Regions from separate parts of the Mus musculus genome. Here all the other regions are linked to region 3. The links are chromatin contacts, called in public Hi-C, HiChIP or PLAC-seq and promoter capture Hi-C maps. All regions are on one chromosome and are shown on one strand. Each heading gives the region's core, a stretch centred on a gene start, on an enhancer-like site or on the middle of the called end of the contact. The rest is flanking DNA. Distances are from core to core; before and after follow the strand shown.

Region 1 (3,682 bases), core at 809-3,308, 960 kb after region 3:
TTGGGGGAGGTCCTACTGTTGCCTGAATCTTGCATGAGAAGCCAGGGTTCCAGTAGGCTAGGAAGCAGGCCCATAGTAGCTCTATCTCCACAGAAGCTTCCAGACGATCCAAAAGCATCCTTCTGTCAATTCTGTGACTGAAGAAGGTGGGACTGTGATGTGTGGGTGGGGATGGAAAGGAGACACAACACTTGGAGCTAAAAGCTCTCTAGCACTGAGACTTCTGGTTCTCCTATGTATAACCGACTTTCCTGAGTGAGTTCTTTGTGTCACTAGAAGTTCTCAGGCATGATCAGGACATATTCCCAATGTTCTACTTATCATTAGCCTACTCTTGAGGGAGTCTCTGAACTTTGAACCTATTTGTTTTTGTTTCTGGAGAGCGGGTCCTTTAGTTTATTTAGCAGGAGAAAGAGAAAAGAGGAATAGGTGGTGTCATGTTTTGAATATGCTTGGCCCAGGGAGTGGCACAATTTGGACATGTGGCCTTGTTGGAGTAGGTGTGTCACTACGGGTGTGGGCTTTAGACTCCCACTCTGGATGTCCGTATTCTGCTAGCTGCCTTCAGATGAAGATGTAGAACTCTCAGCTCCTCCTGCACCATGCCTGCCTGGATGCTGCCATGTTCCCATCTTGATGATAAAGGACCGAGCCTCTGAACCTGTACACCAGCCCCAATTAAATGTTGTTCTTATAAGAGTTGCCCTGTGCTGAGCGGTGGTGGCGCACGCCTTTAATCCTAGTTCTTGGGAGGCAGAGGCAGGTGGATTTCTGAGTTCGAGGCCAGCCTGGTCTACAAAGGACAGCCAGGGCTATACAGAGAAACCCTGTCTCAGGGGAAAAAAAAAAAGAGTTGCCTTGTGTCTGTTCACAGCAATAAGACCCTAAAACAGGAAGATAGCTTAGGGTGTGGTCAAAGGCATTGTCTCATAGAGCAAGGCAAAGAATCTCTGCCCAGACTTTCTATGTCTGGTACCTGCTCTTTCAGGGGCTGGGAGCTTGCCCAGCAGCTGGCATTGTGACTACCTCTTCTTCCCAAACTCCACTCCTCCAGGTTGGATTTTGCCAAAGCCCGCCATCTCTTTCCAGCATCCAACTGACATCTAGGCGCTGATCTTTGCCACCCACCCAGAGGAAGGAACTGGAGTCCAGTCTTGGCTTCTTTTGCAGAGCTTTGAAGGAATCGTCTGCCTATTGCCCATGAAGGATCTGCACTTCACAGTGACGCTGCTCCCATGCAACCTTGCTGAGGGACAGTTTTGGTTTTTTGGGAAGCAGCATCAAAGTCACTTGTTGTGAGCCCACTAGCCATATGATTCCCTTCTTCACTTATTGTGAGCCCACTAGCCTTATGATTCCCTTCTTCACTTATTGTGAGCCCACTAGCCTTATGATTCCCTTCTTCCCTCAGAGTGGGACTATTTAAGACTGTCTTTTATCCAGTAGACTGTAGGTATGAACCTAATGTGAAAAGGGACCATTTACCTGCAGACATTGAAACTTAGGAGATAGACACAAACTCCCACACACTAAATGAGCTCATAGCATCTTCTGACTGTCTCTCCATCAATCCTTTCCCTGCTGACTGTCACAACGTGCACGAGATGAGGCCTTAGCCTTCAAATATGATCTTCCTTAGCTTTAGAAATGACTTCGTCGAAGCTTCTATGCCTAAGCCAGCTGCTAGCTGTATCCAAATCTAGGGCTGCAGGCCCATCTCCTTCACTAGGGCGCCCCTTGAAGCTGTGATGGCTGAAGACTTGAGCCCATTTGTTGTCGCTTCACTTACTTAACTGTAGAACTTCAAGCTCCTTGAGGGCAGGCACCAAATCCACCCTCCGCAGGACCCAAGGAGGGCCAGGCGCCCATGGATAGTCCATTGAACCCAAAGAGAAACGCACTCAGTTCTTTGCAGAGGAAGCTGCAGAGTGTGCAGGACGGAGGGATGCAAACACTGCACCCAGTGGGTGCGATCGCCCCCAAGCTCAGAGCCCACAGCCCAGGGGCAGTGAAGGGGCAACCTCAGGCGCCCGCCTCTCCGCTGCAGTCGCGCCGCATTGCGCACGCGCGCCGCCGGCCCGACTCCGCCCCCCCGGGTAGGGACCTACAGCGGGCGCGGCGGCGGCGGTCTGCGGGCGGTAGCCGGCGGTCTAGACGCCTGTCCGTCCGCTGGGATCTGGGACCGTGCGGTGCCGCGGCGTCCGGGTGAGTGGTGGTGCGGGGCGGTAGGGACCTGGGCGGGCGCGGCCGGGCGTGGCTCCACGGTTCCGCGTGCGCGCCTCCGGGCTAGGCGGATCGGGTCGGAGACCCACGGCCCACCCTGCGGCCTTTGTGCAGCGCCGGCTCAGCCCCGCGACTTGTCGCGCCGGGCGGTTGAGCCGGCTTTTTAAAAGATGCCTCGGCCCCGAGCAGGAAGTGTCGTCAGGAGGCCATTTTTAAAGCCTCTCGGCCTCTGAGACTGGCTTGACGCGGCTTTGGCTTTCAGCGTTTGGAAGACACCCCATCTGTGACCGGCCGGCCCTGAGGGGACGCGACGGTGCGACTCTCGCACTCGCACCTCGCTCAGCGCCACAAGGCGCCCTGGCCTCGCCGGGCAGAGCGTGCATCCCTGCGAGCGCGCCAACAATAAACTTGAGGACCACGCTGGCATTGTCTTTGGAGCGGGTGTCGGGGTGGGCCTGTCCACAGAAGACCTGATTCTGGGTGGGATGAGTCTTGATGTCACCTTTTGCACGACAGCTCCATCGCAGCCTTTCAGTTTGATCCTGTTGCCTGGAGTTAAGAGATTGGGTGCAGATTAAGGCTAAGGAAAGGGTGCAGAAAAGGAGAAAGAACCAATGCAAAGTTTATGACCCGAAAAGGGAAAACCAAAAGATCGGAAATACCAAACTCCTCTTGTTTGTTGGGTATTTGATCTACCCCCATTAAATTACTTCTGCTATTAAAAAATATAGAATACCAACAATATTTATCAATTTTTAAAAGTGAACCATCAAGCACGTTGTCCTATTGAAAAATAGCCTACCAACCCAAACTCAATGTTGTGTTTGAGCTCTTAAAACATTACACCTTAAGTTTAGAGTTGAAATCACCTTCGAAGACAATTCCCCGAGCACCCTGAGCTTGCAACACTTGCTACAGAAGAGTAGCCAGCTAGCTTGGGAAGGTGTCTCAGTCCCGCTAAGTCACACATACAAAGTTAAGCCCAGTCCAGGACTATACCGGAGAGTATGCCCTTCCCAAGGATTCTGGAAGCCCAGAAATATTAATATGCTTGGAGTGCCATATTCAGCCTTTTAAATTGCAGGCATTATCCTTATCGAAGGCGTGCATTTATTTAAAATATGTTTTTCTCTTGAATCTGTTATGTTAGCCCTGGCAGGGGCATCTGATGTATCCGGCCCTGTTATGCTGGTGGCTGTTGAAGACTAAAGGGGGGCTTTGCCTTCTCTCCTGGCTTCCTCTGGATGGCAGTCATTAATTTTCAGCCCACTTAAAGAAAGCTATATTTTCTTTCTTGTCTATCTGCCATTAAGTAAGAGGGTCTGGGACAGTGTGTGTGTGCAAGAGGCAGAACAAAGGGCAGGTTCATAATTGTCACTGCCAGGGCTGCCATTTTCCTTAGGCACTCCTGGATCCTCTGAGTCAATGCAATGGCCGGCCTTTCATGACCAAGTCTGCT
Region 2 (3,941 bases), core at 1,161-3,660, 590 kb after region 3:
TCCCCCCCCCACACACACATACACATACACGGTTTTAACTTAATTTTAATTGCAGGGGAGAGAGGCACACAGGCACATGGGGGTATTCATAAAAGAGGATGGTGTTAGATCCTTCGAAGCTGGTGTTACACAGAGTTGGGAGCCACCTGATGTGGTTACTGGGAACCAAACTTGGATCCTCTGTAGAAACAGTATGCATTCTTAACCAATGAGCCGCCTCTGCAGACCCATCTTGAAGTCCTAAACTTTTCATTTCAGTATAGGTTTCTTCAATTTTCCTTAGCCTTCTCTTTCTCCTCCCTAGTCTTTCTCATCTCTTTTCCAAATAATTGACTCTTTCTTCCCTCTCAGGTCTTTCAAGCATGCCATCACCCTACACTGGCATTGACTCTCTTCCCCAGTCACTTTCCCCAGACCCAAGCACCTCCTGGGTCTACTGGACTCATCTCAAATGCTTCTTTCTCAGATAAGATTGCCTTGGTCCTCACGTAAGACACAGCCTCTTATTTCTGTTCTCTCTTACAGTGTTTCAACACCCCTGATACTGAACGCATGCCCATTTGAGGGTCGTCAGCTCTGCAGGGATGCATAGTAATTTGGTGCTTGTTGTAGAAGAGATAAAAAGGCAGCCAAACAAACGCACTTCACTCAACCTTGACCTCTGGACAGTTAGATTTAAGCCTTAGAATAAGAGGTTGTTTTAAAAATTCAAAAGTACTTCAAAATCCATGACAGGCTTCCCTGCTTATGAAACAAGGTCCCAAACATTGATAAAGACCAGGGCAAGAAGTTTATACAGAAGTTAGTTTACGTTGAAGCTACTCCATCAGGAAAAAAAGACATTCTAGAAAGGCTTGGAGAGAAAAAAATGCAGTAAAAATAACACATACAAACATGAAGTTGGCATATATCTGTGAGTGAGTCTGTCAGTTATTTCAGTAAATATTTATTTCCTTTTGACACATTCACTGTGTTCTTTTGGGGTTTTGTGAAGGGGGGCTTGGTAATGAGCTGTTTATTATGATCTGTGGCAAACCAGAGCAGTGCAAAAACGCAGCCACCTACTTAAGGCAGAATAAATAAGTTCCCATTGTCACAGCCTCCACCCACCTGAGCTTCAGTCCCAGGCAAGGCTTGCCAGCGACACTTGAAAACCACCAATTTACTGCATGTGCCGTATGGTGCTCACATGGAAGACAGATCTACTGACTCGTTAAAGCACACTAATTATTCTAAATTTTCAAAGTGAGAACATATGGGAGCTGTTTTCTTCAGTGATGTTTCTACTTCAAAAACAAAAGTGCATACAACTGAAGAAGTGCTTTCCTGGATCTATATCCCTTAGAAATGGTATTCAAACTTCACCAACTTCACGACATTCATTAAAAAGCATAATCCGTCTCTGGTCAAAGGCTGTCTGATGCCAATACCTCACCTTATATCTGTTTATTTCCACTGCCCCTTCTCCCACTGAGCTGGGCCTATAGGAGCAGGGTGATATATTCTGAATTAAAAGTGATAAGTTCTGACTCTCCTACTTATTTGTCAACAAATTGTAAGCAGCCGGTGCACGATGATTTTTAAATTTCCTTGTATTCCTTCCCCTGATGGAGCAGATTCCTTGGTGCAATAAGAATGCTGCTTCCAAGGACACATTGTTCACTATGTTCAGCTGTAATGACCTCGGCCTGAGGAGAGAGGAGCCAGAGGGATCAGAGACCAGCTCAGTCAGGAAGACTCTTGTATCTTTATTCCTGTAATGGAAATGAACTTTTGACCTCTTGATAGATACACCTCGGGATCTGGGATCCACAAGCAACTCAGAGGAATATATTGTTATTCCTGAAAGCGCCCAGCATCGGAAGAAACTAAACACCAGGCTGCTGGAAAGCTAAGCCAGGTCACAAAGACCTGTAGAGACCTGAGATCATTCAATGATGGTAATATTTATCTAGATTTTTAGCCATTACATTATTGATGAGATTCTCGTTCTTTTGACTTTCTGTGAACATGACCTTTGTTCTTGCTAGCTTGCATTTGCCTGGGAGCAAAAATGAGACCTTATCCCAGACAGAATGCATAGAGCAGGAGAAAGCTGATATATATGTTTTGCTTTGACTTGCAAAAATAGAATGGACCTTCAGGCAAAGGTCTTGAAAACCAGATTGTGGTCTCAAGAGTGAGTTCTCCCAATCTTTGTTTTGCTCCTTTGACCTATGACAGACCAAGACTGTGGGATCTACTCTAATGATGGCCTCCTAGAATCTAAAGAGAGAGAAAAAAATCCTCCTTCTTACAGTTCCCGGGGGACAGGAAGTCAGCTATTCTGGGAAGGGATGTGTTCTACTTTCCTTTCTATTGGTGTGATCCAAAACAACTTAGGGCTTATGGGCTACAGTCTGTCATTAAGGGTAGTCAGAGCAAGAACCTGAATCAGAAACCATAGAGAAGAGCTGACTCACTCCAAGACCCATGCTTAGAGTGAGCAATCTTTTCTTTTTCTTTTTCTTTTCTTTTTTTTTTTTTTTGGCTTTTTTCAAGACAGGGTTTCTCTGTATAGTCCTGGCTGTCCTGGAACTCACTTTGTAGATCAGGCTGCCATCAAACTCTAAAATCCGCCTGTCTCTGCCTCCCAAATTCTGGGATTAAAGTTGTGCACCACCACCTCCTGACAAAGAGTGAGCATTCTTATAGAGTGCAGGACCACCTGCCCAAGTAATGCTACTGTCTATAGCTAGCTGAGCCCTTCCATTCCAACTAGCAATCAACCCCACCCCCAGTCACGCCCATAAGCCAATCAGATCTGCAAAATCCCTCAAGTGAGATCCTCTTCTCTAAATAGAAGAGGAAGAGGAGGAGGAGAAAGAGTAAATGATGACAGCATGTGACCCAGTTTGGGGGCACTTTGTTGAGAATTCCTTAAGAAACTGATAAAAGTGTTATGAAAACATGAGAAGGATAAGACAGAAAGAAAGCAAATCTGTCCTTTCTGGGCATCTTCTGGGAAAAGGAAGATTTCAGTTAAGAACAGGACATCCACCACAGCCTGGGATGGAGTCTGCAGTCACACCTCCAGAGGACATGAGAGGCAAGCAAGTCACACAAATCACAAACAAAATACCTTCCTAGGAAACACATGCTGGCACATTCTATCTGATCAAGGTTACCAAGATGTAGAACATTCCTCAGCCCCCCGCCCCACCCCCCCACCCACCCCCACCTTGGCTCTACTGTGCCATTCAAGGACAAGGACATGCTTAGTCAATTGTGTTCAGATCCAAGTTCCACATTTATATCAGAGCTCCCATTGCCATTCTTGTTTATCTCTTCTTTATCTTATAAACTTGTTTCAAAAGAGACGGCAATCAACTCATTTTCCAGTAAAGTAACCACTGTACAAATCAGTTAGGCAATAATTACTTTCTGTAGCATCACAATTGTTGGTGGCTCAGCTATTCGCTGAATCACTCAGGCTTGATGCCACAAAGTCTGACATTCCAGGACCAGCTTCCTCCCTGCTCCACTCATTGGAGGCGCAAGTAAAAGTAGCACTTACTAAGCAACCTTTCTAGGATTCTGAGATTTACATCTGTTAGTTGCTTTCAGTTTGTTTCCTTGCTCTACTATCAAGGATAGATGTGAACTAAATATTTACCCAGCCAAGCATCTAATCCAAGTAACTTTACATGATATGAAATAAAGTGCAAGGATTCCTAAGAGACTATAAAAGAATATCCAACCTAGTCTAACCTAGACTTAACTAGATAGTGACTTGAGAGCTACAATGTAGGTCATGTGACTTTGCAGAAATGAGAATACATGATAACAGGATGTTATATCTGATAACAATTCATGATAACGTTATCATATTATCATGATGTCATTGGCCCTAGGCTTGCTGCATTGGTACATTATCTGGGAGTAGTCCAAGCTGAAGGCTG
Region 3 (3,955 bases), core at 954-3,453:
TCTTCCAATGTACTGGCGAAGACAGATGCAAAAACAGCTCTGTTTAATACAGTATTAGGGCCAATACAGCAGACCAGGTATCTAGGAGTGAGCAGAAGGGAGTCCCAGAAGACATCTAGGAGAGAGATCAATGTCTAAGCAGACATATACATCCAAACCAAAACAAAAACAAACAAACAAACAAAAAGACAGCCAGAAAGCTCATTGGTATTTTTATTTACCTAAATCTAAGAACATTGACTATTGATCAATAAATATTTGATAATATTGGTGTGGATGCGCAACTGTAAGGTCAGTGCTCCAATTCCTATCACTTGCTGAATGTGCATGGAGTAGGTTCTGCCAAAGGTGAGTAACAGAGACTCTGAACTGGGGCTGGGGTTTTCATTTCTTTTGAGTTTTTTGTGGCAGGAAATAAAGAAAGTTGGTTAACTGGCCTCTGACTTCCAAGGTATGAATAGAAGAATTCTTGCAAATCTCCTTTTGTGTCTCAGGGATGGCTTGTGTACTTCATACCATGTATTGGGCATTGAAACACATTTGACCCTTCATGAAGGAAAAATAACCTCAACCAACTTAGGACACCAACACCCCTCCCACCCTGTGTTGAAGGATTCCTCATCTCCACTGTGCTTGGCATCTGGAAGAAGCTTAAAGTGACCATAACTGAGAGTTGGCAGCCCTTTTAATCTGAACTCTCCATTTAATCACAATAGATATTTGTGGGATTTTACCCAACTTCATAGAATGAGAGAAAAAGTATGTATCTAAATCTAAAGTAAACTTTAAATTGACTTTTCCAAATGCAGATTTAAAGTGGCTTTTGTGAATGCACTTTTTTTTTTCCTTTTTAACCTGAAATGGGCATATCAACTTTACATTTATTCAAAGAATAAGTAGCCAGAATCATTAAATTTTCTAATAAGTTATCATTGAAAAGGAAAACTTGGCTAAGCTCTCCAAGATGTTGCCTGCTTTATAAGCCACAATAAACTGGGCATCCGTTTGCCTTCTAAGAGGACTGACGCTAATCTTTGCACCAGCTACGAGGTCAATTTCCCAAAGGAATTTTCCCCCTTAGATAGGAAAATGTTGATTCTAGAAATATAGATGGTAAATATTTATATTCTGAGTTTTAAGATATGGAAGATATTAAAGTAGCTAAAAGAAGTTCTTTTGATTTGAATTTGGTTACTTCTTTCTTATTCCTTTCACACACACACACACACACACACACACACACACACACACACACTCTCTCTCTCTTGCCTGCTCCTCTTTTCTTCTGGTAACCTGCTTTGGAAGGCGACTTGCTCTGGGCTGAAGCAATCCAGTGTCTCCAAGGAGATTCCAGCTCCTTCGCCCTCCAAATCTTAAACTGAGTCACACTATGCAGGTTGGCTCTCTCACAAAACCTCTCAGCTTTGGAACGCAGGAAAAACTTGATTAGTTTCAGAGGTGAAATTTGCCAACCTAGTTACTTTTGCTAAAGGAAAGCTGAATTCTTCGGGCTCGCCTTAAGTCGGTCCTTTTGAGGTGAAACCGAAGGAGAGAGGGTTTTGGAGAGAGGGTTTTTCCGTGGCGACAAAGCACACTCTGAAGCCACCTCTTCAAGTGGCTCCTGTCCCTGCTGCAGCGCAAGATGGAGCTACCGGCTCCAGAGACCTCCCGGTCTGTGCACCGAGCACAGGCGCCTAAAGCGAGTCACCTGCTGGTAAGGAACGCTGGGTGGGAACACACGTGGGTACTGCGAAGGTCTTGGGGACCACGCAGAATTTATGAAAAGGATAACGGTCATATGGGCCCAAGGTTCGGACCCAGAGGGGTCAGGGAGCCGACCAGGAGTCCAGGGTTTGCAAGGTGGATAAAGTCACCCAAGCCACACGCCCCACCCTCTAGACTGCGCTGGTCTCTCCCTTTAGACTAAAATCCGAGGAGCCGAGGTACTGGGTGAGCGGAGCCGGCTCCTTCGGGACCCAAAAGCGCAGAAATCGGGTGCTTAACTGGCTTGCTGGAAGTCGGCGCTCAGGGACTCGCTGGGAGGCGGGACTCGGGGCAGTACCAGAGCCAACAAGGCAGCAGTGGGCGCTCGAGATCCTCTTCTGCCCTCCGCGCTCTCCCCGAGCTCCGGCCTCCACTGTCCCCTCCTCCGGCTCCTGCTCCTCCTCCTGCTCCTCCCATCCGTAGAACCGGCACCAAAACGCCTGCCTGCAAGGTCCTCAGTGCGCTGCAGCCCGGAGCTGCGGTCACCGCCGGGTCTCTCTCGGTGAGTGCCTGTGTCCCTTCACCGCTCGCCCGTCCCGGGGTGAGTGTGAATTTGCTCCAAAGGGCGCAGGTACTTGGCGGCGGTGCTGCCCATGGCCCGGCCGGAGAGAGGATTGAGGGCGCCGGACCGGCTGGACGGGTACGCGACTCAGGTGAGCGCGGAGCGTGAGGGGTGAGGGCTGCCTAGGCACCTTCTTCTGGTATTCCGACTAACTCAAGTGCAAAGCCCAAGGTGAGATAAGGCTAAAGCAGGTAGAACACACTCCACTGGAGGCAAGACTCGGGGTTATCTGATTCTCCTGTCTCCTGCTCCGAAACCTCACCTCTAGAATTCGCGAGATGGACTATAAGGTACCAGACTTTCTGACTCTTAAAAGACTGGATTTATGTCCCTAGATGACTCGAGAGGGTCGTCGCTGCCCGTTGCTCGGCGCCACAGCTTCTCTCTAGGACCTTGGGCAACTGCAGCTAGAGTGGAGCGCTGGCTGAGCCCGGGTACCACCTAGGGCGGAGAATTGGGCCAGGGGACAGCTAACAGGAGTCCCTCTGGAATGGGGCATCTCGGGTGTGGAAGCCTTGGTCTAGTTTGCCTTTGCATTTGGTAGCAATAATGGGGAGACTGAGCATCTCCCGGGGTACTCGAAGAAGAAGGTGACAGGCAGGACCTTAGGTATTAAGACAGCCAGTTACATACGGCTGTTATTTTTTTTTTTTTTTTTCGTGTTACTTTTTTACTTTTTTCCCACCTCGGCTTCTATTTCGAGTACCACCGATAGAGGAGGCGGATGGGGGAGGGTAGTGGATAATGGATGTCCGTACACGAACCTGGGAAGCTTGTATTTAGAAAGTGCACAGCTCGCTCGGAGCCTGACCTCTTCAGGTGTGCCATACACACCCGCTTTTTTAGAGCAGTGGACTCCGCTGCTTTCCTCTGGACCCTGCCATTCCTGGAACTGGAAAGCCAGCTCTCCGAACCTGGGGCTCAAACCAGTAGTAGGATGGAGAAGCCAGTGCTGGAGCCAGATGCCTACCAGGGATTGGTGGGCTGTGCCAGACTTAGCAATTATTTGTGGGTGCCTCCGACTCTTTATGGCACAATCTAAGCTAAAGGAGGCACTTTATTTTCCTTGCACACACGGGGTTCTCCTCTGGATCAGGAGTAGCACCCTTCCTCGCCAACCCCCACAACACAACGCAGAAGCTGTGGTATTCTTGCTTTGCCTTGCGCGAGAGACTTACTCCTCCTCTTCCCTCCGCGTTATCCCGGGGCTATTTTTATACTTAACTATGCTAAGATGCTTTTGGGGGGATCCCAAGGAGCCAACTCTGCATCCACAGTCTTGAAGCTGCTTTCCCAGAGGAGGTCTCTTGTTAGCCAGGAGCTGGGGTGAGTAGAGGAGACCGTGAATAAGGGAGAGGAGAGAGTTCGCCCTTGCTTCAGTCTGAGCTCAGCATTCTCAGGAAAGTACCACCAGCACCCAGGCTGCCCCACCTCCCAGCCATTTCCCCAATCCGGGTGGGAGCAGATCTCCAGCGCAGTCCCCAGGTGCCCCAGCCCTGGGTATTTGACCAGCTGCTTTGGGGGTGGGGGTGGGGGACACAAGGTACTGTGGTCTCAGCTTTGCTCCCAAAGCTCACTGTATTTGTTGAAATTCAATTACCAGCTTCCACCCAGGAGTTTATTCCAGGA
Region 4 (3,437 bases), core at 31-2,530, 790 kb after region 3:
ATGAGTCTTCTCTCCTTCCTATAAACGGCATGATCATGTGATAGTTTAATCAACAGAATGTGATGAAAGAGACCTGGCACCAAGATTAGGGATTTCATTTAAATATCCATTTAGCTCTACTTTCTACTTAGGGAGTCAGCAACCACCCAGATTGTGTGCTATCATCACCATGCAACACAGAGAGCTCAAAAGAGACTGTGAGGCTAGGGCACTAGGCATCAGACATGACTGCCAACAAGCCATCTCTAGCATGCATTCTGGTCATTCTTGAGGCATCTTCTCAATAGAATAGCACCAAAGAACCCAAGAGGAATCCAACAAATTGATAACCAAAAGAGATGAGAGAGAGACAGAGACAGAGAGAGAATCACTTTGAGCTACTGCTTTAGTTTATTATATTTAACAGAACTCAATGCCTAGAACAGATCGTATGTTTATTTTATACATAACAATTACTACACTCGCAAGGCCTATGCTGTTGGATATTAAAGCTCAGTTTTGGGTTTATATAACTTCTTGGATGATGGCGGATCATTCATTCTAGGTGAGAATGGAAATAAATGAACGAATCCTAGTGTGCAAGCAAAGAAGTCCACTAGGTATGTACTGGGATTCGGGAGAACAGAGAGGATCACATGGTTACTCTGTGGACCGGCTGTTGCATGAGCTTTCATGGGGAGATATAAATAAATATCTATTTGTCCCAAATAATGTCACCAGGATGTGACTCTGCACTCATCTCAGCTCCCTGGTCCTTGAGATAGGCACTAAAAGAATTCAGATAAGATGGAGTGCAGTGAGGAATGGAGACATGGTTTACTTCAGAGTAAAGGGATGCACTCTCAAGGAACAGGAGTGAGCAATGGCTAAAGGGATTGTTGCAGAGCAGAGCTCACTCTCAAGGGCCAAGAATGGACAATGTAGTCAAAGAGACTACATTGTGGAGCAGAGAATACCCTCAAAGGGTGAGAGTAGACACTGACCAAACAGACCATTGCGCCACAGTTTAAGCAGGCTTTCATAGTAGTTCTGGAATCTCTAGAACTGGCAGGTTTTCCTGAGGGGCATTTTCCTGTGCAGGTGACTACAGTCCCATTTGGGTTCATTGTTCTTTACCAGAAAGCCTCCAACTAGACAATGATCTTAAGACTTCCAGGCAGTTCAGATAGGCATGTCCCCACCCAGGGCCAGAAATCTCCAGTCTTCTAATCAGTCCTGGTATTTCAGTTCCTTGTCTGATAAGCCTCAGATGGTAGGGGGAGGAAACTATCCCCAGTGACCTTTGAACCCACTAATATCTCTCACCCAACAATAAGGCAGCAAAGTTCAAAGAAATGACTACATCCAAGTCTATCTTGCTGAATCAAAGAGCTTACTGAGGTTGCGTATGGAGTTCAATAGCTGCATTAGCCAACAATCCCACCCAAGCATAAACAATGGCTCAAGGGCTGAATCTTGGGAGTTCCATTGCTTGTTCAACCTTCTATCGCATGAATGTGAAGATGGACGGAGCATTAGGTGGGATTCTGTTGGATTTCTGTCTACCTAGTTCCATAAAGTAGATATTACTGTGTGGTCTTGCTATTTCATTGTTGTGATGGAGGGTCAAGGTGCTGTGCTTCGTGATGGCTTGATGGTTGTGTTAAACCTGGAAGAAATGGCTTTACTGTCACAGGAACAAAAATTGAAGTGAGCGTCTGCTCTAGAAGGGTCATCCTTAAATGAGGTGCAATCTGACTTGAGCCTGTTAACAAACACAAAAGGAGACGAGAGACCGGATGGATGTTCATAAGTAATGAGAGCAGCTGGGGAAGTTCTATCAGGTTTGAATGGAAAGAAGAACACTAAACTGACTGATAATTTGACTTTTGTTCCTTAAAACTGATTCTGAGTAATTGGAGAGATAATTGCTTGACTATTTCTAGTGAATGGTGAAATTTAATTTCCTGTGTCTCTCTATTGATGGGTGCTTTTTTTCCAGGGGTGGGGCGGGCGGGGGTGGCAGTGAACTACAGAGCAAAATGAGGAGAATAGAGGCCTGAATTGGGCTGGTGGCTTTTTAAAGGCCCTACAGAAGGGCTGGCTTTTGATGGCCTGCACCAGGCCTGCACCACTTCCTCGGTGACCGGCTGCAATTACAGGCATTTGTGTCCCCATTGTCACTGTTATTGTTTGCTTGAACAAAAATCCTTTGAAGAATAAAACAATTTCCAGCTTTACATCCATGCGGTTTTGAAGGGTTTTACCCACCAAGATGCAAAAGCGAAGCAAATGAAGAAGAACTGTGAAATGATTTCCCACCATCTTTCACAAGGCCTCGTTTCCTTCCTTTATTTTTTCAAAAACTTTAAGTATTAATTAGTTGTAAGAGACTATGTATTGTTGATGCAAAAAAAAAAAAAAACCCTCAGCTTTTGCCTCAAGGGGAATAAAAGATAGTTTGTTCTAAAGCTAAATGTGGGTGACTGTGGGCTAGGAACATAGATCCTCGAATACAATGTTCCAACATGAAAGCAATGACATGGAATTTTTATGGTAATGGAACAAAGAACATTATAAATCAAGACAATTTTTAAATTCATGGGTGGGAACGTGAGGGAGCTGATATAGCGGGTACGAGGACATCAGCTGCATACCCACAATGTTATCTCATAGCCTCAAATTCTTTAGCCTGATCTTTCATAGTAAATAGGGCTTTGTGATGTCAATACATTCCAAAGGTTTTTATCTGTTTATCAGAATGTCAGGTCTGATACAGAGGTGGGCCAGGGATGGTCTCTTACAGCATAAAATTGCCCCCAAAGAAACTGTAATTAGCCTATGAGATCAGCAACTTTCCAAACTCTGCCTTGTCACTGAAGATTTTATCAACCAGTCAGCCTCGAAGGCAGGGGCTCCTCTTCGGGAGTCCTTGTTTGTCTTGTCAAATCTGCACACACTCTGGGAAAGACTGGAGCAACTGGAATCTGTGAGCTTGCCCTCGATATTAAAGCATCTCCCTTGTTTTAAATGTTTGTAGCCTCCCCTTCTATTTCCTTATTGCGGGGCTTGCTTTCCTTCGTGGAGTTTGGTAAGGGGGTAGGTGTATGACCACATGCGCACACCCTTCTCTCATTCTAGTTTTTCCTGTACTTGTTTCTTTTTTTTTTTCTTTTCTTTTTTCTTTTTTTTCTTTTTTCTTTTTTTTTTTTTTTTTTTTTTGTCACCAGCAGTGTGTATTTCTTAAACTTTTACTCATTTTTAGAGAGACTATGGGCTAAACAGAACAATGCAACATTTCTTTCAGGTTCCAAAATTGAAATTTCACAAAAACATTAGTTTTGCCGACTCACTAGTTACACCAAGTGCTGTTTCTCACTTATCTGTATTCTTCTCATAAGCTCAATGTAACAGTTCTGTTACCCGCACACACACAGGTGACAGAGAGCCGGGGCTTC
Region 5 (3,865 bases), core at 1,019-3,518, 570 kb after region 3:
AGCCATGACACAAGTCATGCCCGGACTGGCAACATCTTTTAAAAGACACCTCCAAAGTTTTTCACCATCATTCCTGTCTTTATCAGATGATTATACTCATTAGCCTTCCAAACAAATATCTAAGCCCTGACCTTAAGCTCCTGTCCTTCTATTTGTGGTCCATCCTGAACCCAACAGATATAGATTAAGATATGAATTAAGATCTGACAACATATTTATGGCAATTGGGCTGAACACAATGCGCCCTGACCACCCCAAGACTTAATCCCTGCATATCCTCACCATCCTCTGGCCTGCTTCGTGAGCACATAAAACCATTGTGCCTGCAGGTTCCTACCAATGTCTCTTACCATGGGGTATCTACTTCTCTCCCCAGAAGGCTTTCTAAGCATCAAGGCCTAATCTCAACATCATGTTCCCAGAGATGGCTGGTTTATCATAATAACAAAAATGGTGACTTTTCTCTCAAATTCTTCCCTCTCTAGGATCCTAAGAAATGTGTGTGTGTGTGTGTGTGTGTGTGTGTGTGTGTGTGTGTGTGAGTGCTTGCCACAACTTCCTAATTTCCAAACTGATCTGATGTACTTACATGTTTAATATTGATCTCATTTGTTATTGTATTACTGAGAGAACAGGAATGGCATGGATTCCCAGGCAGACAGGCAGATAGAGAAAGGTGCTAGTAATAAAGAGAGTGAACTTCCAAGATGGCTGACTTCTTCCTCCAAAATCAAGACAAAAGCCTGGCAGTTTAAAACAAAGGCTTTGTAGGCAACCAGCTCCCCCCAGCAGGTGGCCTGCTCATGGACTGGCTCAATAAGAGGGGCAGGATTGAGACATGTTACTAAACAGTTGTGTAAAAATCAACTATTCTAGATTTCACTAAACTGACCAACTCTAAATCAGGGGGGAAACAAAAAACTCTTCAGAGACATTACAAGCCTCAGCCCGTGAGAAGAGTCTGGATATTTAGACTTTCTGACTCTCCATTCTGCTTTGCAGGGTCTTTCTCTCTGTGTCTGCTACATTTTTGTGCTTCCTCATCCCCTCCCCCACAAAATACCTGTCTCCAAATGATGATTCTGTCTGCAGGTATCCTGCTTGAGATTTTTCTGCTGTTACCTGTTGAGCTTGAGATTTCCTGCCTTTCCATTCTTTATGATGTGTTTATAAAAAGATAGAGAGAGGTATAGAGATATGTTCTATGGGGTGTGGTGAAATATGGGGTAAGGGTCAGGGCCCATGCCAAGGCACCCCTTCTCCCTGAGGCACCAGCCATAGAGTTGATTCAGGATATGGGGAAGGGAGTTAAAAGTGCAGTAGAAGCAGAGAAAGGCAGAAAGAGAGAGTAGAGATGTAGAGGCCAGCCATGATCACGTGGAGAGAGGGGGGAAAAGGAATTAGGGAGAGAAGGGGAGCAAGAGGGCAAGAGGCTAGAGAGAGAGAGGTAAGAGAGGCAATAGAGAGAGGTAGAAGGAGCAAGAGAGAGAGAAGAGGAGGCAAGCAACTCCTTTTATAGTGGGCCAGGACTACCTGGCTGTTTCCAGGTAACTGTGGGGTGGAGTTTAGACAGAATGCTAACACTTTAACTGGCAGAGAAAATGAATAGGAATCAAGACCCCTGGACTGTATCATTTTTATGTGGAGTAGTGCCTGGCACACAACAATTAGTACATTCTGTGGAATTAAGAAAGGATACACCTTGGAGCAGGGATATCTGGGAGTTGAACACTATTTGCAAATTTCCTGCGAGGGAAGCATAGATTTCAGAGGAGGAACTGCCTGCCTGACCATGTGTCCCTAATACCTTCTTTTCCTGTTTTCAGGTTTTTCTGCACTGCCCCAAAGGTTATGAATGACCTTGGTACAGCGCCAAGAAGTTCAGAGGTCCAAGTTCACAACAGTCTACGGGGGCATCTTTGTTCTACAGATTCCTCTAGAACCTAGGCAGAGTCCTCAATGTCACTTTGTGGGCTTCGAGATGCCCACACTCAGTGTTTTTCCAGAACTCCTCTGTCTGCAGTCTTTTCAGGAGATCTAAAAGATCTCCCACTCTGCTTCCTAACCAATGAGGAACCGTCCAAGCCTCTTCTTTGGCAGAGAACTACTAGAGAAACGTTTGCTACAGAGGTCCCTGAACAGAAAGCCAGGGGCTGCCCTGGGGCAGCGGCGCCTAGCACAGATCAGCTCCCTATGAGACCTTCTTGAGTCAGAAATGGCTCACTGCACACCACCTAAAGCTCCACACCATCTGGCGCCAGCTGCCCCTTTTCTCCTTTTCTGTGCTGGAGGTTTTATTTCTGAAGCAGACTCCCCGGCACCCTACTGGGTGAGCACAGCCGCTCCTACTAATTAAAGTCTACTTTGTGATCAGTGAGGAGGGCTCAGCACTTTAACTGTTCTCTCAGTATCAGCTGGGGATGCTGGAGAGTGCCCAAGATTTTCATACACCTCAGATCCCGGGTCACCAGGTCACTGACCCATAAAACCAAGACGTTAAGCATACAGTGTAAAGGGCAGGTGGGGTAAGGTTTTACCTCACTGATAGAACGTTTGCCTGAAATGTACAGGACTTGGGGTGTGAGTCCAAGTATGAGAGGGGAGAGGAGAGAAGAGAGAATATGAAAGAGTGTTAGGTAAACCCATGGGGCAAGATTTTCTCATAGAGAGATCTTTTTTCATATACTATATTCTGACCCTAGTTTTCCCTCCCCGAACTCCTCTCAGATCTCAGATCCTCCCGAACCACCCTTCCCAGCCAACTCCATGCCTTTTCGTTGTCTCTCTTTAAAAAACAAACAGGTAGGCAAACCTGTCTTTAAATTAAAAAAAAAATTGACAACAACACAACAAAAGAGCACAAGAAACGCATGTACATAAAACTCATAAAAACAAAATCAGAAACCACAATATACAATCAAAAAAACCCAAAACACCTAAAACAAAGCCATAGGAGATTAAAAGTCTAGAACAATACTACTGACATCATTTTGTGTTGGCCATCTATTTCCAGGTGTGGGCCCTGCCCTTCAGTGTAGTTACTATACTCAGTGAGACTTCACTGGGACCCATATGGCTGGAACCTGTACTAGCTGTCTTTGTGAGTTAATATGTGCATCAGTCCTGCTGTGTCTGGATCCCTGGTGTTATCCATCCCATCTCTTTCAATCTTTCAGCCTCCTCTTTTGCATAGATCCCTGATCCCTAAAGGGAGGAGTTTGATGAAGACATCCCATTTAGGACTGAGTGAGGTGTATCTCAAGCTATTGTTTCCTACCCTGCCCTGTGAGCTACAGCTTCTCCATCTATAAAAGGAGAGAGCCAAGTGTTCTAGCCTCAGTTTGTTGCTTACAAACACCATGACCAAAACACTGTGAGGAGTGATGGGGTTGATTTGGCTTACATTTCCGTGCCATCCCATCATTGAGAGTATTTAGGAAAGGAACTTGATGGAGAAACCATGGAGGAATACTGGTTGTTTCCTCACTTCCATGCTTCTGTTCACCTAGTTCTTATATAGCCTAGGACTACTTAGGTGTCTGTCCCAGTGTTCCACTGCTGGAAAGAGACACCATAACCACAACAACTCTTATAAAGGAATGTATTTCACTGTGGCTGACATGGTTTCAGAGGTTTAGTCCATTGCTATCATAGCAGGAAGCATGATGGCATGTAGTAAGACATGGTGCTGGGGAAGTAGCTAGGTGTTCTACCTATGGATCCACAGGCAGTGAGAAGAGAAAGCTACTGGGACTGGCTTGGGCTATTGAAAGCCCAAAGGCCACCCCCAAGCCCAGTAATGCACTTTGACCATCAAGACCTTACCTACTTCAACAAGGCCACACCTCTTAATCTAGCAGTTCTC
Region 6 (3,559 bases), core at 314-2,813, 990 kb after region 3:
AAATCTTTGGGCCGGAGCCAGTGGGGCTGGAGGGAGCAGGCTGGAGCAAACAGAGGTCCTGAGTTCAATTCCCAGCAATCACATGAAGGCTCACAACCATCTGTACAGCTACAATGTACTCGAAAGAAAGAAAGAAAGAAAGAGAGAGAGAGAGAGAGAGAGAGAGAGAGAGAGAGAGAAAGAAGAAAAAAAGGAAAGGAAAGGAAAGGAAAGGAAAGAAAAGAAAAGAAAAGAAAAGAAAAGAAAAGAAAAGAAAAGAAAAGAAAAGAGGGGAAACGGAAAAGCGAAAAAAGGGAAAAGGGAAAAGGGAAAAAAGGGAAAAGGGAAAAAAGGGAAAAGGGAAAAGGGAAAAAAAGGGAAAAGGAAAAAGGGAAAAGGGAAAAGGGAAAAGGGAAAAGGGGAAAAAAAGGGAAAAGGGAAAAGGGAAAGGGGAAAAGGGAAAAGGGAAAGGGGAAAGGGGAAAAGGGAAAAGGGAAAAGGGAAAAGGGAAAAGGGAAAAGGGAAAAGGGAAAAGGGAAAAGGGAAAAGGGAAAAGGGAAAAGGGAAAAGGGAAAAGGGAAAAGGGAAAAGGGAAAAGGGAAAAGGGAAAAGGGAAAAGGGAAAAGGGAAAAAAGGGAAAAGGGAAAAGGGAAAAGGGAAGGAAAGGAAAGGAAAGGAAAGGAAAGGAAAGGAAAGGAAAGGAAAGGAAAGGAAAGGAAAGGAAAGGAAAGGAACTCCATATTAGCCTCAATTCAGTTGGTTTTGAATAGTAGTTTCTAACAAACTCCTACAAGCAGCCAGAGGGGACAGGTCCCTGGAGTCTCTAAATTGGTCTGTGATTGACTCCAACACCCACCAGGGAGTCTGGGCAGGTGTTCTGTGTTCAGCAGGTGGTACGAGGACTCCGCCCCGTCTCCAGCCCAGCCCCAACAGCCCGGCTCTGTTGTCTTTAATTTGTCTCCAAGAGACTTACTTGGTCAGAGCAATTCGTGTCTTTGGAGAACTGTGACCTACCCCCTCACTCTTTGTCTTAGGAATCCTGGAAATGACTCGTTCCTTTCCTTCCAGTCTCAGTCCTACACAAACTCTGGTCCTACACAAACTCTGGTCTTGTAAAGGCCTGCGTGTCACACTCAGGAGGAAAAGGCTCCTTCCTGGTCCTTGTTCATTGGAAACTTCACTGAGGAACTCGGAGCGTAATTACCATTTAGAATTCGGAAATGTCTCCAGTAAATGAAAATTTATCACTGCCAATTGATGGTATTTCTTAGAAACGACAGAAAATGAGATGTGCAAGAAGGCTAGGAATAAGAAACAGCTGATCAGGATAAACAAGTTAGGGCTGGCAAGGTGGCCGAGTGGGTTCAGTCCCTGGAACACACACACACATGATTTACCTTCCTGTGGCTGTGATAAAATAGCACGACCAGAAATAACTTAGGGAAGAGTTTGGCTTATGTTTCCAGAGGGCTGGATGCCCAAAACCTGCAGGGGAGGCATAACCGCAGGAGGAGGAAGCTGAGAGATCAGCTCTCAAGGCCCCACCCCCAGCGACGTGCTTCCTCCACCTCGGCCTCAAATCCCGGAAGTTCCATACCCTCCCAAACAGCACCACCAACTGGGGACTAAGCTGTCAAATATAGGAGCCACTAGAGGACATTTCTCATTCAAACCATGTTGGGAAAGCGGGCTATTTAAGGTCGTAGTAGTCTACCGTGTCTGGAGAGCGCCTCTGAGCTAGGAGCAAAATGGAGGACTGACTCCCTTTTCCAGGAGGGCTTCTTCGCTGCCTGACCTTATCAGAGACGTCTGATCCCCACACCCTCTAGGTGAGCAAGGTCACAAAGACCTTAGTGAACCTACAAGTTAAACTTCCTTTTCCCTAATAAGGACCCACCCAATTACCTGGGATTCCTAGGATACTTCTCCATGCAAATGAGGCATTCACAGTTCCTTATGTTCCAGCCAATGATTTCCATTCACCCAGAAAACTCCTTCCTTATATGTCTGGTTTAAATGTTTATTATATTTACTATTGTGAACACAAAGACATGGGCACACATGGCACAGCTAGTGTCTGTGTAAGTCGGAGGACAACTCTCAGGCCTCAGTCCCCTCCTACTACCATGTGATGGGAATTGAACTCTGGGTGTCAGACTTGGAGGAAAACATCTTTACCTGCTACACTCTAGTGTCTGCCCAAGTGTCTAGTTTGTTGTTGTTGATGATGTTGCTGTTGTTGTTGTTGTTGTTGTTTTCACCTAACACTATGGATAAGGGCAGAGGTAGTTTTATGGAAAACTTCACATATATATTGTGAAGTTTTAAAAATACAATATAAATTTGCAAATAGTAAATTAAGTACAAAGATGAAAAAAAATCTAGTTAGGAGAGACATTTTAACTTTTAAAATGAAAAGCTGCTGAGGAGGGGTAGGTGCACAGGTCATTCTGTAAAACCCTTGCTGTATAAGCTTGAGGGCCTGGGGTCCCCAGTCCTCCATAAAAGGCCATCATGTAGCTACCTAACCCTGTAATCCTAGTGCCTCCTAGGTGGCGCTAGGGGGAGCCCTAGGGCTTGCTGGCTGGCCAGTCCCAGGGTCAGTAAAAGACCCTGTCTCAAATAAATAAATAAATAAATAAATAGATAGATAGATAGATAAAGTGACAAGCAATTGAGAAAGACACCTGATATTAACCCCTGGCTCCAGCCTGCACCTGCACTCATGTGTACATGCACAGCTTCCAGAAACATGCACCTCACCGAATTCAAATGCAGTTCCTCCTTAGTGCCCTTCCTGTACAGTCATCTTTTCCTCATAATTATATGCAAAATTTTTTTGATGAGCTTTGCCCTATTTTCAGTAGAGAAAACAGAAAGGCAATTTGCAGATTTGAGCCACTTGCTCACTGTAACCAATGCATGACTGATGTGTCAGAGTTCTATGGAAGAAGTGTGAAATTGGACACCTGATTGTTTCAGTTCTAACTGAAGTGCCAGGGACAGAGAGTGACAGTAAGTGAATTGCTTACAATGTTCCACAAGAATTGAATTTTCAGACTAGTGTCTGGCTTTATACATTTCAAATTCTTTCTTTCTCCTTCCTTGACATACTTCTGGTAGCTAGGCTCTGTTCAGACCCATTTGCACTGTATAATGTAGTTTATGTAGTTTATGGTTCTGCAGTGTGATACCACAAGCCTTGTAAGTTACCTAAGAAGGTAAGAGGAGAGGCCCCAGAGACCACCTCTAAAATAACAATGTGAACAACAACTGTCCCTAGACACATGTGAGACAGTCACTTAAAATGTAGAGTAAAACACATCCACACTTGACTCTCACTGCACAAGACTCAGGGCTCCAGCTACCCATGGGACAGAGCTAGGGAAAGAACCTAAGAGGGAGAGGGAGAGACCTTACCTAATTGTTTGAAAATATCCCACTTCTGAGAAGTTTATTCAAGCATACAGCCACATGCACATATTGCTTGAAGCCTGAAGGCCTGAGAAGGAGCCCTTTAGTATTTTTACCTGTATGCTTGGTAGTCTTCCTGAAAACGTGTCACATGTCTCTGCATTCC
Region 7 (3,718 bases), core at 965-3,464, 890 kb after region 3:
CTCACACTAGGAGGGGAAATTCCTCAAGGTAGACCCTGTAGGTCCTCTGGTCTGAGTGACAAGAAACTCTTCCCAGCACTGGAGAGAGCATCTGTGGACTTCATCGGAAAAGTAACCAAAATTCCCCCCCCCCCCGGCCTCCTATTGCACAGTAGAACCTAAGTGTGCACCAAAAGTTGTGCCTCAAAGTTTTTAAAAATTAGTAATGTTTTAATAAACAACAAAGCAGTATATAAGATAAAACAAAAATGATCACATTGAAGTTGGACAAAACAAACCAACAGAAGGAAAAGAGCTTCAAGAGAACACACAAGAAACAGAGACCCATCCGTTCACACACTCGGGAGCCCCCATGAAAATACTAAACTGAAAGCTATGATATATACTCAGAGGACCCGGTGCAGCCCATGGAGGCTCTGTGCCTGCTGCTGCTTATTAAACAAGGCCCCCCTGCTGGAAAATAAAGAACCTTGCAGGATTTTAGCTGAATTGTCTCAAGAGCTGATAGCCATGCGATGAGTTCCTTCACCTGTGTGATTCAGTGTGCTTACCCTTAAGGTCACCCAGACCATTTGCCTTGTGGGATGTTGATGGATAAACCAGCAGTGTGGAGCAGCCCCTAGCACTGGGTACTTGCGGGCATACCTGCTTGCTGTAGCTGACAGGGTGTAGGGGTGCCCAGGCCTTTGGTTTTTCTATGCAACACACGGCAAAGAAATTTCATTGTTTTGAACTGCACAGGAAATCCATGTCCAACCTGAGGCTCGTGGCTTGTGAGTGCAGACGTACATTTATGTCGCATGACACTGCAACATAGCAAGCTACCCTGTACCACAAGCAGCCCGAGGCCACGCGCTGGACACCTGTGGTTTGTTGCTGTTGTTCATAGAATTACTACTAAAATTTTACGAGAGTGGCAAGAATACTAAACAATGCCTGAGAAAGCCCAGAATTCTAATAGAGACACAGAATAGACACACGTGGCATCAGGAAGGTCTACCATGCTTACTATGAAAGCTTCCTAGAATGAGGAAGGATGCTTTAAGTATGAGCTCCCCATCTAAAGTGACATCACAAGGTGCAGGGCAGTGCCTGCTGTTGGCAAGAACTCATGCTGGCATAGTCATCTGGGCATAGTGTTTCAGTATACAGTATAGTATTTCCTCTAAAACGTAAAATCAGATCCTGCAACCCAAGAATACAACCTGTCGTATCCATCCAAGGCATTGTTAGGATCTTGAAGAGCCATGTCCACTCCATCTCCCTACAGCATTATCCATAAAGCAAACCATGGAAGCAATCTGTCTGTCCTGCCTGGGTAAAAAGACAGTATACATCTATACAATGGAGTTTTACTCAGTCCCACAAGGGAGGGAAGCCTACCATTTGTGACTACATATATGGGTCTGGAGACAATACACTGGGTGAGACAAAGACACAGACAGATGCAATGCTGCACGCAGTCACATAGATAAACGTGAAACTGCATAGCTCATAGTAGCAGGAAGTGCAAGGTGGTTTCCAAGAGTAAGGATGAGGGATAGTGAGAGGGTGATGTTCGTGGGTCCTTAAGAGTCACACCACTCACAGTGATCTGCTTCTGTTTCTCTAGCTTGTGGAATGTTTAATTTCCCCGCATCTTAAATGCTTCATTCTGATAGGGTGGGTGGGAATGCAATAGATCCCTACACTAAAGGGTTCAGCATCATGCCTGGCAACTGATCAGATCCCAATAAGTATCATTAAGAGTGCCGTCAATCTTACTGAATATAGGAGTGGTTTCTATAGAAGCATATGTAAGCATTGAAAGGAAAAGAATTGGCTCACAACCCCCAAGACCAAGTTCTCAGCACTTAGGACATTTATTTGGCCCAAAGGGACAGAGGCCAGGGAATAAGAGACAAAGACAGAAAAAAAGAGGATAAGAAAGAAGCAGAAGGAAACAAGCAAGAGGGAGGAGGGGTATTTGTCACTGGGAGACAGAGGACAGAGAGGAGGCAAATGTGGCACATAGAAAAATAACAGTTTATAAAGGTAAAATGGCAAACACTGTTATGATGTGTTTAATTTTAATTGGGCATGTTAACTGGGTGAGCCAGAGGGGGCTCTGATAGCTAGACCTTGGTAGTCCGCCTCAGGAGGAGGAAGTGAACAGGGAAGGGAAAGCACCCTGGTGGCTAGCTTTAGGAATGTAATCTAATGGGTTTTAGCAAGACAAAGGGAAAGGAGAGAAGGGCAAGACCTGCCAGAGACCAGCTCTCCACCGCGCTTGAGCTGTCCAGAGTCCTTTCCAGAGTATTTGATGACATTTTCCAGTTTTCCACCGGGCTCATGGTCTTCTCTGTCTTATGTTTTAGGATTCAAATACACAAAAATAAACAAGGTAAGTGAAAAATATTAAAATGTACTTGTTACTCTTCAAAGGCGCAGACATACAGACACAGCAAGATGCAGCTTAAATGTCACTGGGAAACCGTGTTCTGGGATTTCAATCATTTTTTCCTTTTCATTGGTAAATCAAAACATTCTGGGGTTGGGGATTTAGCTCAGTGGTAGAGTGCTTGCCTGGCAAGCATAAGTCCTCGCTCCTTCGTCCTCCGTCCTCTGGTCCTAAACAAAAGAATAAGAGGAGGAGGGGAGGAGGAGAAGAAGAAGAAGGAAGAGGAGGAGGAAGAGGAGGAGGAGGGAGAAGAGAAAAGAGAGAAGGGAGAAGGGAGGGGGGAGAGGGGGAAGAAGGAAGTGGGAAGTGGGAAGAAGGAAGGGGGAAGAAGGAAAGGGGAAGAAGGAAGTGGGAAGAAGGAAGGGGGAAGAAAGAAAAGGAGAAAGAAGGGGGAAGAAAGATAAGAAGGGGGAAGAAGAAGGGGGAAGAAAGAAGGGAGAATTTGGGGGAAGAAAGAAGGGAGAAGAAGAAGAAGAAGAAGAAGAAGAAGAAGAAGAAGAAGAAGAAGAAGAAGAAGAAGAGGAGGAGGAGGAGGAGGAGGAGGAGGAGGAGGAGGAGGAGGAGGAGGAGGAGGAGGAGGAGAGGGGAGGGGAAGGGAGGGGAGGGGAGGGGGAGGGGAGGGGAGGGAAGGGGAGGGGAGGGGAGAAGAGAGGAGGAGGAGGGAGGGCAGAGGAGGGGAGGGGAGGGGAGGGGAGAACAGAGGAGGGGAGGGGAGGGGAGGGGAGGGGAGGGGAGGGGAGGGGAGGGGAGGGGAGGGGAGGGGAGGGGAGGGGAGGGGAGGGGAGGGGGAGGAGGAAAATTTTAATCAGTGGTCCTGCCCAAAAAATAGTGAATTTAACTCCTGGTTCTGTTTCCTTTCACAGACTCCTTTGCCACCTCCTCGGTAAGACATTAAAAATCACATTTGTGGGACTGGAGCAATGGTTCAGAGATTAAGAGCACTAGCTACTCTTTCAGAGGAACCAGGTTTGATCCCCAGCACCCACATGGTAGCTCAGTCCCAGGGGCTCTGAGGCCTCCACAGACACAGCACACACGTGACACACTGACAACACACAACCAAAGCACTCATACATATGAAATCGATTTTTATGAATTTAATCATTTTGTTTTGCTGTTAATTTAAATGATTTGTACCAGCTCCTGAAACAGAGAAGCACAGGCATTTGGCCTTGGAAGCTCTGTGAACAAGATCCAGCAAGCCTCCATCCATTCACATCGTCAGACAGTCCTTCCGTGGTCAGCAAAACTCCCTCCATTCATCTTCCTTTCTTAGTA

Evidence for each region. Hi-C and Micro-C count contacts between places; a contact is called where the count stands out from the background. HiChIP or PLAC-seq counts read pairs in DNA pulled down with a chosen protein or histone mark. Capture Hi-C pulls out chosen DNA fragments and counts their contacts.
Region 1: a promoter capture Hi-C map of pancreatic islet shows a contact between it and region 3, with 9 times the contacts expected there. The contact joins the promoter of Zfp518b here to the promoter of Hs3st1 in region 3. A contact is called at or near these places in 9 of 39 promoter capture datasets (the 3T3-L1 cell line, cranial neural crest, frontonasal cranial neural crest and 5 more), 6 of 484 Hi-C or Micro-C datasets (adipose-derived mesenchymal stem cells, cerebral cortex, cortical neurons and 3 more), 12 of 115 datasets of contacts at active chromatin or transcription factors (astrocytes, bone marrow-derived macrophages, differentiating embryonic stem cells and 8 more) and 2 of 9 other capture datasets (adipose tissue and pancreatic islet).
Region 2: a contact with region 3 is called in an H3K27ac HiChIP or PLAC-seq map of extraembryonic endoderm stem cells, with 9 times the contacts expected there. The contact joins the enhancer-like site here to the promoter of Hs3st1 in region 3. A contact is called at or near these places in 15 of 484 Hi-C or Micro-C datasets (Sertoli cells, cerebral cortex, cortical neurons and 8 more), 11 of 115 datasets of contacts at active chromatin or transcription factors (the 230-238 cell line, bone marrow-derived macrophages, craniofacial prominence and 7 more) and 2 of 9 other capture datasets (adipose tissue and liver).
Region 4: an H3K27ac HiChIP or PLAC-seq map of extraembryonic endoderm stem cells shows a contact between it and region 3. The contact joins the enhancer-like site here to the promoter of Hs3st1 in region 3. A contact is called at or near these places in 3 of 484 Hi-C or Micro-C datasets (extraembryonic endoderm stem cells, group 2 innate lymphoid cells and immediate neuronal precursor), 11 of 115 datasets of contacts at active chromatin or transcription factors (bone marrow-derived macrophages, differentiating embryonic stem cells, embryonic fibroblasts and 8 more) and 2 of 9 other capture datasets (liver and pancreatic islet).
Region 5: a Hi-C map of cerebellum shows a contact between it and region 3, with 2.4 times the contacts expected there. The contact joins the enhancer-like site here to the promoter of Hs3st1 in region 3. A contact is called at or near these places in 1 of 15 datasets of contacts at CTCF or cohesin (pro-B cells), 9 of 484 Hi-C or Micro-C datasets (Sertoli cells, brain, cerebellar granule neurons and 5 more) and 9 of 115 datasets of contacts at active chromatin or transcription factors (the 230-238 cell line, astrocytes, embryonic forebrain and 5 more).
Region 6: an H3K27ac HiChIP or PLAC-seq map of embryonic stem cells shows a contact between it and region 3, with 4 times the contacts expected there. The contact joins the enhancer-like site here to the promoter of Hs3st1 in region 3. A contact is called at or near these places in 5 of 115 datasets of contacts at active chromatin or transcription factors (differentiating embryonic stem cells, embryonic stem cells, neural tube and 1 more) and 1 of 9 other capture datasets (embryonic stem cells).
Region 7: an H3K4me3 HiChIP or PLAC-seq map of embryonic stem cells shows a contact between it and region 3, with 6 times the contacts expected there. The contact joins the enhancer-like site here to the promoter of Hs3st1 in region 3. A contact is called at or near these places in 3 of 39 promoter capture datasets (the SN4741 cell line, liver and pre-B cells), 1 of 484 Hi-C or Micro-C datasets (bone marrow-derived macrophages) and 14 of 115 datasets of contacts at active chromatin or transcription factors (the 230-238 cell line, craniofacial prominence, embryonic basal ganglia and 9 more).

The regions. Positions count from the first base shown.
Region 1 is chr5:38,683,202-38,686,883 of GRCm38.p6, reverse strand. Zfp518b (zinc finger protein 518B) reads left to right here and starts at 2,058. Exons shown (of 3, transcript NM_001177902.1): 1 at 2,058-2,205.
Region 2 is chr5:39,050,225-39,054,165 of GRCm38.p6, reverse strand. No RefSeq gene overlaps it. Among named protein-coding and RNA genes, the nearest start is that of Gm46937, 30 kb to the left of the region's middle. Within about 2 kb of position 2,410, at least 7 of the 459 cell types and tissues checked have an H3K27ac peak or open chromatin away from gene starts, as enhancers often do. A contact at or near this core is called in extraembryonic endoderm stem cells and granulosa cells, where this site is marked.
Region 3 is chr5:39,642,879-39,646,833 of GRCm38.p6, reverse strand. It overlaps Hs3st1 (heparan sulfate (glucosamine) 3-O-sulfotransferase 1), which reads left to right and starts at 2,203. Exons shown (of 2, transcript NM_010474.2): 1 at 2,203-2,417.
Region 4 is chr5:38,848,169-38,851,605 of GRCm38.p6, reverse strand. The region is part of intron 2 of Clnk (cytokine-dependent hematopoietic cell linker); the gene reads left to right. Among named protein-coding and RNA genes, the nearest start is that of Clnk, 27 kb to the left of the region's middle. Within about 2 kb of position 1,280, at least 9 of the 459 cell types and tissues checked have an H3K27ac peak or open chromatin away from gene starts, as enhancers often do. A contact at or near this core is called in extraembryonic endoderm stem cells, where this site is marked.
Region 5 is chr5:39,075,169-39,079,033 of GRCm38.p6, reverse strand. No RefSeq gene overlaps it. Among named protein-coding and RNA genes, the nearest start is that of Gm46937, 4.9 kb to the left of the region's middle. Within about 2 kb of position 2,268, at least 26 of the 459 cell types and tissues checked have an H3K27ac peak or open chromatin away from gene starts, as enhancers often do. A contact at or near this core is called in cerebellar granule neurons, cerebellum, cerebral cortex and 1 more, where this site is marked.
Region 6 is chr5:38,653,740-38,657,298 of GRCm38.p6, reverse strand. No RefSeq gene overlaps it. Among named protein-coding and RNA genes, the nearest start is that of Zfp518b, 29 kb to the left of the region's middle. Within about 2 kb of position 1,563, at least 14 of the 459 cell types and tissues checked have an H3K27ac peak or open chromatin away from gene starts, as enhancers often do. A contact at or near this core is called in differentiating embryonic stem cells and embryonic stem cells, where this site is marked.
Region 7 is chr5:38,751,432-38,755,149 of GRCm38.p6, reverse strand. Clnk (cytokine-dependent hematopoietic cell linker) reads left to right here. Exons shown (of 19, transcript NM_013748.3): 9 at 2,358-2,383; 10 at 3,304-3,323. Among named protein-coding and RNA genes, the nearest start is that of Gm22779, 53 kb to the right of the region's middle. Within about 2 kb of position 2,214, at least 5 of the 459 cell types and tissues checked have an H3K27ac peak or open chromatin away from gene starts, as enhancers often do. A contact at or near this core is called in embryonic stem cells, where this site is marked.